Regions from separate parts of the Mus musculus genome. Here region 1 is linked to region 2. A link is a contact called in public HiChIP or PLAC-seq data. All regions are on one chromosome and are shown on one strand. The core of a region is the stretch at or near the end of the contact, and the rest is flanking DNA. Distances in the headings are between cores, read along the strand shown.

Region 1 (2,700 bases), core at 78-2,577, 210 kb after region 2:
GGCATGTCCTCAAAAAAGAAATTAGAGACTAGGCTGTGGCAATTCTAATCCAGAGTTCTTGAGGTGAAACCTAGCCTTGGGGCAGATAATAAAAGGGTGTGAGTCACTCTTGGGCTGGAATGACAAGAGACTCAGCCCAAGCACTGGAGATTCAAGGGTGACCCACACCTACATTCTTTATGCCTCACCTGTCTCAAGAATGCACTAAAACTACAGCTAAAAATAACTGCAGAAACTTGAGGTCTGGGAAGTATCGCCAAACAGTCACACCTAAGTAGACAAGAGCTCTGGGCCATGATTGAAGACAAGAACATGCTCAGCTGGAGGCCACACAGTCTGTAGGACCCTCATACCTGTTGATACCGCTGGAGCTTGTCTTAGAGACTTTGTTGCTGTGAGGAGACATCATATAAAAGGAAGCATTTATTGGGGGCTTGCTTATAGTTTCGGGATTATGCCATGATCATCAAGCTAGGGAACATGGCAGTAGCTAAGTGCTTAGATCTGATCCACAAACAGGAGGCAGAACGAAGGAGATTAGGCCTGGAATGGGCGTTCGAAGCCTCCAAGTTTACCTCCAGTGACACACCTGTTGCAACAAGGACACGCCGCCTAATTCTTCCCAAACACCTCCATGCATTGGGGGCCATTCTCAAACCATGGTAGAGCTTTCGTCTGCTTACAGCCATCTGTTCATCTGATACCAGTAATCTCAGATTTTAGGAGGAAGAAGCAGGAAGATCAGGAGTTCAAGGCCAGCATCAGCTGCGTAGGTAGTTTGGAGCCAGCCTGGGCTACGTGGAAACCCCATCTTTTGGAAAACAGAGCCAGTGAGGTGGCTCAGCAGGTAAAGGCACTTGCTACTAAACCTGAGGACCTGAGATTGATCCCCCCAGGACTCATATAATGAGAGAACTGACTCACAGAACTTCCTCTTAATCTCTTAACATCCTGTGATAGTTTCCACCCTACCTCTGATAAATAGATGCAAAAAAATTTTAGGTCAAAAGACCCAAACAAAAGCACATACACAAACCAAAAAAACAAAACCAAATTTGATTCCAAATCTCAGTCCTTATATGATGTGTATGTGTGTCTTTTGTATGCATTTCACATTATACACTCAACAAGCACTTACTGAACGAAAGGAATCAGCCAGTGGTGGCAGTATTGCATTTCCTTAAATGTGCTCCACATAACAAATGAGTGTTATGCCTATAAGCTTTCAGATGCCAACTTAGTTTCCAATGGGCAACCATTAAGAGAGGATAACAGAACATCTTCGTTTTCACCGGTAGATGGCAGAAGGGGGAAATGCTCGCCCTCACTTCCTCTGTGGGAAAAAATAGTTACTAGTGAGCAGTGACTGGGGTGCAGTGCAGAATCAAAGGGCACACAGTGTACTCTTGTGTGGCCTGCAGTGACTAAGGGGTAGCAATCAGGGCAGGTATGAGAAGTACCTATAGGTATCTGAAGGGTGATAGTCTTTAACAGGACTGCCAGGCCAGGCCTGGGGTGTTTCCTCACAGGTAGAGAGCTTGCCTTTTGTGTGCAGGGATCTCTGGGTTACCCAGACTCTAGGACTGGGAGAACTAAATGCTGTATAAAATGCAGCCTTGCTCTGTTCCCTGGTCCCTATCTGTGCTAGCTTTCCATTTGTGCTAAAGTCTCCCCTGCCTATCTAGGTATTGATAGGTCACCAACTCCTGGTTCTCCCCCTCCAGTCTGGAGCCTGGGAATACAGGCATTTCCTTCCCAATGCACAGTGTGTATGAGAGTAAGTTGTTCAGGGTCTTGAATCCTCTTTCACGATATATCCCTCTGTTTTGCTGTACCCTCATCCAGGCCAGTCCATAGCTTTCACTTGTCCATGTTATCTCATGGCTTGGTGCCAGGGAGCTAGTGAGTCACTTATTCTTTTTGTCTTTGGCCCAAAGTGATGGGGACTTGTCCTCCATCCAAAAGAATGATAGCAGCAGTCAGGCATGATGGTCAGCAATATTGGGCTGTGGGCCTGAGGGCATAGCTCAATGGCAAAGGCTGTGTTTACATGCACGTGGCTCTGGGTTTGATTCCTGGCATTAAAAAGAAAATGAGAGGCTGGACAGACGTCTCAGCTGCTGAAGTGCTTGCTGTACAAGTAGGAGGGCCTGAGTTCAGATCCCCGGAACTCATGAACAGTTGGTGTGGTGGCCTGTGCCTGTGATCACAGCACTTGGGAAGGGAGGCTGGACATCTGGGACTCTCTAGCCAGTCAGTGTAGTCAATTGGTGAACTCTAGGTTCAATGAGAAACTCTGTCTCAAAAACAAAAAAATATGGTTGTGGGCTTGTGGGGTGATTTAGTGGGTAAAGGAGCTTTCTGCCAAGCCTAACTATCTGAGCTTGGTCCTTGAGACCCATATGATAGGAAGAGCAATCAAGGAAGACACTGGATGTTGACCTCTGGCCTACACACACACACACACACACACACACACACACACACACACACACACACACGAGTGAGCCTTCCCATGTTCAAAACACATACCCTTATACCCACACACACCATACCACCCCAGAGATAGAGATGAGAGAGAGAGAGAGAGAGAGAGAGAGAGAGAGAGAGAGAGTGTGTTACAGAACAGAGACAAAGTGTTTTATATATATCTTTATAAATTTATAAAAAGTATATATATACAGATATGTGTGTGTACAT
Region 2 (2,700 bases), core at 111-2,610:
AACAGCTAGCCTAGCATATGAAACCACAAACAAGAGACCCTGGCTCAAGCCAGCTGAAATCAAGCAGTTATACCAGAGGGTGTCCTCTGAAGTCCACATAAACACCCTCACATATAATAAGCACACACACACACACACACACACACACACACACACACACACACACACACTTTAAAATTCCTGTTAAGCTAGGTGCTGTGTAACCAGGAGCCCAACATCATCCTCAGATACATAGCAGGTTCAAGGTCATTCAGGATTACATAAAACCCTGTTCTAAATAAATAAATAAATAAATAAATAAATAAATAAAGCCTCATGCTGTATTACAAAATGAGCCCTGTAGCAGAACTAATTAGTTCTGACTATTCTCTCTTATTAGGGAAACATAGTGATTATTTAAATAACTAAAGAACAAAAAGAAACAAAGTTCACTGGCAATAGAAAGTATGTGCTTCGGTACAGGCCTTTATTTCCAGCACTTGGGAGGCAGAGATAGGCGGGTCTCTGGGAGTTCTAAGACAGCCTGGCATATGAGTTCCAGGATAGCCAAGGCTCTTACAAAGAGAAATCCTCTCTCAAAAAACAAAACCAAAGAGGGAGGGAGAAAGGAAGGAAGGAAGGACAAACTTAACTATGCAAAACCCCTGAAGAGTTCTGTATTTACTTGTCCAAAATTTTTAGCAGAAAGCTCTAGAAAAATACCAGTTTGGGCCCCAAAAGGTGGCTCAGACAGTAAAGTTCTTGCTATGAAAGCCTAATAGCTTGAGTGTGACTCTCAAACCCACAGAAAGGTAGAAGAGACTCAGCTCCACAAAGTTCTCTCTGATCTCCATATGCACACTGTGGCGTCTGTACTCACTCGTGTGTACACACACACACACACACACACACACACTCACACTCATGATGATGATGACAATGATGATGATGATGATGATGATATCTGGTCAAACCAAGTCTGAAAACAGGTATAAAAAGAGACTATTTGCCTGGCCGTGGTGGAGCATGCCTTTAATCCTAGGATCTCTGTGAGTTCAAGGCCACTGGTCTACAGAATGAGAAAGAGTAAAAGAGAGAAAGCCAGTGAGAGAGAGAGATGGAGATGGGAGAGGGAGAGGGAGAGGGAGAGGGAGAGGGAGAGGGAGAGGGAGAGGGAGAGGGAGAGGGAGAGGGAGAGGGAGAGGGAGAGGGAGAGGGAGAGGGAGAGGGAGAGGGAGAGCAAAAGAGCTAGATTCTTCATTCTTAGATTCAAAACAAACAAAAAGGCTGAGGACGTGGCTCAGTTGGAACAGCTTGCTTAGCATGCACAAAGCTCTTGTTCAACCACCAGTACTATAAAAACAAACAAATCAGGGTAGCAAAGCCGTGACTCATCCGTCACATGAAGAGATGCAGCAGAAACAGTTCAGGTGAGCACCCTAGGAAGAGCAGTGAGGAAAACTCCACTGGGTGGCAAAATCCTATTGATTTAACTAGAGTGTTTTGAGACAGGGTCTCGTGCTGTCAAGGCTGCTCTTGGTCGTTCTGTTTCTACCTTCTGAGCTCTGAAATCACAGGCATTATATCATCATATTGCACTAAGACCTTTCTCTCTATGTGTGCATTTGTTGTGAATGTGTGTGTGTGTGTTGAGTATGTTTTGAATATTTTAAATTTATTCTTTGACAAGTTGACAATTTCAAACATGTATACAATGTATCTTGTTTGTATCCAACAGAAATCCCCATGGCTACTCCTCTGGGTTTCCCTAATATTTTCTCTTCCTACCTTCCTGTCTTTCTTTTTAGAGCCTATTGAGTCTGGCTAGCACTGCCTGCATGCACATGACTGTGGAGCCATCCACTGGAGCCTGGGTAACGTAACAATAGACACACTCCTAAAGAAAAATGACTCTCCTGCTCATCAATTGAACTTGTGGATTGCCAACAGTTCCTCGGCTGTGGGAAAGCCTCGTGAACTCCTCTCCCCTCCAGGCTGGAATGTTGACTGACTTGATCTCATGCAGGTCTTGTGCTGGTAAGCACAGCTGTTGTGAGCTCATGAGTGCCATAGCCATGCCATGCCCATAAAAGCATTTCACAGCACCCCTCCCTGACCTTCCACTCTTGCGTTATTTCTGCCCCATCTTCCTTGACAGTCCTTGAGTTGTGGGTGGAGGGGTTGTAGGACTGATATAAACGTCCCGTTTGGGGGTGAGCTCTCAAGAGTCCCTTATCCTCAGCATTTTGACCAGTAATCAGGTTGAGAGCAGCACTAATGTATGGTTATAAATGTAAATATTTTAGAAGGCTGTTTGACAGCATGTCCATTTAGCAAATAAGAGTAGAGGTTCCTCTATAGCCATGAGCTTTAGACCATAGTACCAGGCATGGATTGTCTCCTGTAGAGAGAATTCCTTCCTCAAATCTAAGCAGGAAACAGTTGGTTATCTCCACAGTAGCTATGCTGCTATTGCACAGGTAGGCACACTTTGCCTGGCAGGCCGGCGTTGTAATATGCAGGATCCACTGCTGGGTAAATCCACTGATGGCTCTTCTTCCCTAGTGGGGCTGCAGAGTATCTTCCAGCACTGTGAAACATGACCAGCAGGGAAAAGGTTTTCAGGTCAGTCCTTCATTGATTTCTTCATGTCCTGCAACCAACGTGTGTTATATCTTCAACAATAAGGTTTAGCCATTAGAAAGACCTTTGCAAAGCAGT

The links. HiChIP or PLAC-seq counts read pairs in DNA pulled down with a chosen protein or histone mark.
Region 1: a contact with region 2 is called in an HNF4G HiChIP or PLAC-seq map of pancreatic cancer cells. The contact joins two enhancer-like sites. A contact is called at or near these places in 2 of 39 promoter capture datasets (fetal liver and neutrophils), 3 of 115 datasets of contacts at active chromatin or transcription factors (bone marrow-derived macrophages, large pre-B cells and pancreatic cancer cells) and 1 of 9 other capture datasets (adipose tissue).

Annotation. Positions count from the first base shown.
Region 1 is chr6:135,025,089-135,027,788 of GRCm38.p6, forward strand. No RefSeq gene overlaps it. Among named protein-coding and RNA genes, the nearest start is that of Ddx47, 15 kb to the left of the region's middle. Within about 2 kb of position 1,328, at least 69 of the 459 cell types and tissues checked have an H3K27ac peak or open chromatin away from gene starts, as enhancers often do. A contact at or near this core is called in pancreatic cancer cells, where this site is marked.
Region 2 is chr6:134,818,596-134,821,295 of GRCm38.p6, forward strand. It overlaps 1700055D16Rik (RIKEN cDNA 1700055D16 gene), which reads left to right. Exons shown (of 2, transcript NR_151454.1): 2 at 1,788-2,700. Among named protein-coding and RNA genes, the nearest start is that of Crebl2, 10 kb to the right of the region's middle. Within about 2 kb of position 1,361, at least 33 of the 459 cell types and tissues checked have an H3K27ac peak or open chromatin away from gene starts, as enhancers often do. A contact at or near this core is called in pancreatic cancer cells, where this site is marked.